2 separate regions of the Anas platyrhynchos genome follow, and region 1 is linked to region 2. The links are chromatin contacts, called in public Hi-C maps. All regions are on one chromosome and are shown on one strand. The core of a region is the stretch at or near the end of the contact, and the rest is flanking DNA. Distances in the headings are between cores, read along the strand shown. Region 1 overlaps MTUS2 (microtubule associated scaffold protein 2). Region 2 has its middle 28 kb from the start of SLC7A1.

The links. Hi-C and Micro-C count contacts between places; a contact is called where the count stands out from the background.
Region 1: a contact with region 2 is called in a Hi-C map of skeletal muscle, with 2.6 times the contacts expected there. The contact joins two enhancer-like sites. A contact is called at or near these places in 2 of 8 Hi-C or Micro-C datasets (liver and skeletal muscle).

What each region holds. Positions count from the first base shown.
Region 1 is chr1:184,967,167-184,970,110 of IASCAAS_PekinDuck_T2T, forward strand. It overlaps MTUS2 (microtubule associated scaffold protein 2), which reads right to left. Exons shown (of 17, transcript XR_011806475.1): 17 at 1-2,944. Among named protein-coding and RNA genes, the nearest start is that of SLC7A1, 19 kb to the left of the region's middle. Within about 2 kb of position 1,320, at least 2 of the 8 cell types and tissues checked have an H3K27ac peak or open chromatin away from gene starts, as enhancers often do.
Region 2 is chr1:184,919,876-184,922,590 of IASCAAS_PekinDuck_T2T, forward strand. No RefSeq gene overlaps it. Among named protein-coding and RNA genes, the nearest start is that of SLC7A1, 28 kb to the right of the region's middle. Within about 2 kb of position 1,321, at least 1 of the 8 cell types and tissues checked has an H3K27ac peak or open chromatin away from gene starts, as enhancers often do.

The DNA.
Region 1 (2,944 bases), core at 70-2,569, 47 kb after region 2:
ATTTCCACCCCCGGAAAACCGCTTACAAACGAGCTTTGTTATCAGCTGGCCCAGCGGGTAAGCGAGCACACGGGCAGCGGAGAGGGTTCGGAGGGGTGCAGGGCGCCCCGCAGCCCCCCTGCATCTCAGCACCGTCCCCTTTTAAAGGCCGCTTGTTCCCTCTTGCAGAAAAATCCTCTCTGCTTCTAAATCCTCGGGTAACCTCCCAACGCCTGCTGGGCTTGATTTTTTGGGGAGGAAGAGGGCAGGTCACCAGCTGCGGGGCTGCGGGGCGGGCAGGAGGAGGGCACCCTCCGAGGGCACGGTGCTGAGGGTGCCCAGCCGCTCGCACCGGCAGCCTCATGGGCTTTTCTCAGGGTATTTGCTGCGGGACACGGGGCCAACCTGCTCGGGGACACGCTTCGTGGCCCTGCCTTCGAGCCTCCCGTGCCAGGGGAAGGGCAAGGAGCACGGCGCTGCCCACCCCGGAGCCAGCGTGCTCCCAAATGGGTGGTGAGCGAGGGCCCTTCCTTCAGCGAGGCGATTTTTACTGACTGAAGCCATGGAAGAGTCTGTATATTTTTTATTTTTTTGAATTATTCAGCGAAGTGTATATACCTTTCCGTTGTCCGATGGTCTATTTTCCTAATGATTTCCCCCAGAATATTTCTTACAGGCGTGGTAAATAGTTTTAATGCTTGTTCCGCAAACAAATCTAAGTTTTCAATCTTTTTGGGTTTTGGGGTTTTTATTCGGTTTCGTTTGGGTTTGGTTTTCGGCTGTGTTCACGTAGCGACTGAAGCCTTAAGTTCCCCGATGTGAAATTGCCCCCGGAGCACAGCGCGAGCCCGCAGCCTACTTTTGATCCTGCTCACACCCTGTAAATACTTCTCCCCCCAACGAAGCTCTCGGAATTTGGAAATTCACTTGTAATTATGTGGTACAGCATTAAAACATTTTTTTTTTCTCGGTAGCCAAATAAATCGTGCCTGTCGTTTATCCTGATTTTTAAATCTGCCTCGCAGCTTGTTCCAGCATCCGCGGGTGAGCTGATCCCCAACCCTCAGCAGGTCTCAAAGTCCCAAACTGTGCCAAAGGTGGGCAAACGCCCTTCATCCACAAACACCAACCTCAGAGAGGTCTTTATGATGGGATTTTGCTTTGCCATTTATTCACCCCAGCTTCTGTGCACACACAAACCACCGCAGGACACACCGGGTTTTCAGGCGCCTGCCCCTTCCGTGTGCGGGCGCTCGCGTTTATTATCAGGAATATATTACACTTATCTGTACAGCGCGACCCAAATAATACAAACTCTTCCTGTACTCGTTAGCCACAGAGTAAACCAGACCACAGGGCTCCTACCGCGTGGGAACTGTACAGAGGCTCCTCGGCGTGTCCATGGGACACAAACACGCTCAGTGCAGAGACGTGAAATACCTGATTTTGCACCCGTTAGCCTTCGCCTTCCTCCCCCAAACCCCACCACCACCTCCAGCCTTTGCCCCCGTGCATTTTCCGAACCAACCCCAAGCACCCACAGACCCTTCCAGGGGGAGATGCCAGGCCTGAACTCCCAGCTCCATCTCCCAAGAGGGAAAAAGGGAGGCTGGGGTCCTCGCTCTGCCTCCCCCCTGCTCGTATTGTGCGGGGATGTCCTCGCCAGGCACTTGGCAGGCACCCTCTCCCCGAGGAAGACGAGGAAGATGTGTGTTAGGGAGGCTTAGGGAGGGCAGCGTTGGGGCCAGCCTTGCTCATGGCACGTTTTGCCTCCTCCTCCTGCCCTAAAACTCCCTCCTGCCTTCCGTCCCTCCTGCAAAATAGGGGAAGCAGCCGTGGTGGCTCTGATGTATGGGAAGTCGCCAGACCCCAAAAGCAAAGGCTGGGAGCCTGTCACTAGCAGGGTTACTCGGTGTCCCCGTCCCCTGGGAATGCCCCTGGCCCCAGAGATAAGGAGAAGCAGGAAAGAGGAATAATTATTTTTGGGGGGGAAGTAACTCTGTTCCTGGGCTTGCAGCAGCAGGAGGCACCCTCTGCGTCCCCCCAGGGAAGGTTTTCTGGATCCCCCCCAGCCAGGCAGAGCTTCTCACAGCTTTGCTAGCAATCGGGCAGCCCCCAGAGGCCACACCAAGGAAGAACCCAGTGACAGGCAGGATTGGGAGGCAAAAATCCGATGGGAAAGGGGTTGGCAACGACACCAAACGATGGTGGAGCTGGGATCGGTCCCCCTTCCCCCACCGCTGAAGCCCCACTCCCAATTCGCTGCTGGAAGCATCTCTTGCGTATGAACTTAACCCAACAAAGAGAGAAGGAAAGCACCAGAAATAGAGGAAAACAACGAAGAAGTTAAAAAAAAAAAAAAAAAAAAAGGATGGGCTTGGTGATAATACTCTCTGCTGTGTCCAGCTGGGAGAAACTCAGCATCATGGTCCCAGCCCTGGCTGTATGCTCTGATTGTGGCAGGAATACATCAGCAGAGCGAGGCACGGCGAGGCAGTCGGTGCTGCAGGTGCCCGTGCATTTAGCAAGGATGAGGGTGATGAACTCGGTGCCGGCCAGGAGGGGCTTTGTGGCTGTCGGGGTGTTACGGAGCTATTCGACTCGCAGGCCGCACTTGCAGGCCACGCTAAAAATCTAGTGCTGCATTTCAACAGCCAGCCTGTGTGGAGCGGGCTATCCTAACAAGATGCTCAACGTATCACAGTATCATGCAAAAGCCTCTACAAAAATAAATTTCTCTAAAAAAGGAGGAAAAAAAAACACACAACAAAAGGATCACCGTTACTCGTTAGCGCCGCGGCGAGGGCCACGGGCCTGTTGGTGGTGATCGAAGCTGTGTCTAGAACATAAAACCATCCCACAGCTCTCCCTTTTGTTATTATTATTGGTATTATTTTGATTGATGCTGTGGGAAATTCCCCCCCCGCTCATTGTCGGAGCCCACAAGGGCCCCGCAGCCCTTCCT
Region 2 (2,715 bases), core at 71-2,570:
ACGAAAGATGCTTTTCCTAATTGTTACCAAATCTCCTGGGTGGCAAGTGGGGAAAGGAGCAGGGAGGAGGATCTGGGTGAAACTGAGCCTGCCAGGCTTGGCTGTTTGCATGGGTATCACTCTTTTAAGTCCTGTGATGACAACTCACATCCCATTACAGCTCAGAGATGCACAGTGTGCTGTGAGGTAACTCTGCAGAAACCGAAGCCACACAGGGTCTGTTGGCGAGCCATGCCTTACCTTCAGCTTCCCAGCTTGAGCTGGGATTCTCATTAAGCCTCTACCATAAGCCTGGTTCTCTGCTTAAATTACAGCTTAGCTGTGGTATTTATAAAGCTTTAAACCCAGCAGATGTCCTCCCATGTAGACACCATCTTGAACCATGCCAGTGCTGTGGATATTGACCCTGGCTGCAGGGATCTCTTTGGTACATACAATCTCCTGCCAAAAGGGCAGGGCTTGAACAGAGCCAGAAGAGGTTTGTACATCTTCTCAGGAGTACCTGTCCCTATTGTAGCTGTGGAACAGGCTGTCCTGTCTCGGGATGAAATCTGGCTTTTCTTCTGATGTATCCCCTCCTCTCCCAAGAGGTAAATGTATTATCTAATTGCTCTTACGTCCTTCATCCCCTCAGCCACTGAAATAAGGCAGCTACCGCTGCACAGCACAAAAAGCTTGTTTGGTTCTGCCTTACTGTCAGTGCAGCCTGCTCTCAGCTTGTTTGGAAAAGCTGCCGCAGAAGCAGGTTAATGCTGATGTTTCTTTAATGGTCGGCGTCAAGTAATAACATGGTTGAAGTTGCCTAGGGGATTAGCTGGACCCTGCGATGTCTCCTGCTGCTTCTTGGTGCTCTTGGCTTGCGTATCTGCTGTAATTGCTTTCCCTGGCATCAAATTGGCGTCGAGTTACAGCCTCGCTGACACCCAGTGATCTCTCCCACAGCAAAATATAAAAATAAAATAAAATAAAATAAAATAAAATAAAATAAAATAAAATAAAATAAATCCCGTAGCATTTAATCTTGAAACCTGCTGGTGAATTCACCCCTCGGTGCTGGTGCGTGCAGGGCTGTGAAAGCTTTTTCAGGAGAATCAACCTGACACTGGGAAAAAATAAAAAATAAAAAATCCTGTCTCTCCTGAAAGGGGATAAAATATGAATTCAGGTTGCCAGCATCAGCATTCTAGGATTTTGCTTTTTCAAAGTTGTCAGGTTGATGGAAAACATATTTTCAGCCCTTGGCCCATCAAATACAGAGCAGGGCTGTTCTGGGAGTTGTTTGTCAGCCTGATCCTTGCCTAAACTGCTTGAATCTTATTTTCCACTTGGCCTAATCATCTCCAGCCTTGCAATGGGTGGTTCTGGAGCCAAGATCTGGCAGCAGGAGCACCCAGACCTTGCAGGCATTGTTAGAGCTGGGTTCCTGCGGAGGCTCTTCACAGAGCACTCTATTTCTAAGTTTCCACTGTTGTTTCCCCGCTGTCACCATGCAGTGTTTTCTCCTTTAAACACAAGCTGCCCATCTTGGTCTGGTCTCTGCAGCGTGTTTCTCATCAGCTTTTAGTAGTCCAGCCTGGGGAACTGCAGCAATTCTGGGAAAAAATCCCAGCAAAAAGCCCTCTCCGCCCGCCAATAAATCAAAAGCTCGTGCTCCAACACCCACTGGCAGGAGGGTGCAAGCATGGCTTAATGCACAGGGGGAAGGAATCCCAGGAATACACTGAGAATAATAATAAGAGGAGGCTCTTGATTATGCATTCCTCAGCAATAACAGTGCTTTAGAGGGTCTCGACAGAGCTACTCAGGGCTTGCTGCTCCTCTTACGCAGTGCTAAAAAGCTCACCAGCTAATGCTGAAGGGAGCAGAGGCTGGCAGCTGTCTTAGCTCTGTGAGTTTACTGAACAGCACGTGATGCCACATGTGAAATAAAATGGAAAATACCCCCAGTGCAAGAGGAAAAGCCATCCAAGGAAAAGGAACAGCACAGGGAGCTGCAGGCTCTGTGGCAAGCACAGCAAACAGAGGCGACGCTCGTCTCTTGGAAGGAGATGCAGAACCTGCAGCGTCTGCAGCGCTTGGCAGCACTGACGGAGGCTGCCAGCAGCTCCACAGCACACGCGGGTGATCAGCTCCAAACCGAGCTGCGTATTTCTTTATTTTAAATTGGATGCCCAAATCTGCATGGCGGCAGACACAGTTTTATTAACACACAGAAAGAGAAGCTGGTGATAGCAGAAGACGTGCAGCAACACACAGAAGCTACATGAATTAATCTACCAGGGAAGGGTGTGAGATGCGAGCTCAGATGAGTACCTAAGAGAATATAAATTTGTTATATGTGGGGACGTCTATGCACAGGAAACTATTTGGGAAACCGTACGTACTGGATTTCAACATAAAGGATGGGTACTGAGGAGAGAGGAGACTGAAACAAGTCAGAGATTCGAACAGAGCAACTACACTCGATGCCGTAGCTTCAGCAGGTCTCTGGCAAGGCCATAAAACCCAGCATGTTCCCATTCAGCACTCTCTTTGGGAGACATTATGTTCTCCAGCTGCCGCTGGATTTGTGTTCAACAGCCCAGATGTTCCATCAGGCCAAATGTCTTTTCTTTCTCTTACTGTAGGGACTGATGGAAACTGTCCTCATGGGTCTTTGAAGGAGCACATGTAGCAAACAGCCGTCAGGTGTAACACTGGGAAAGCTGACCATGC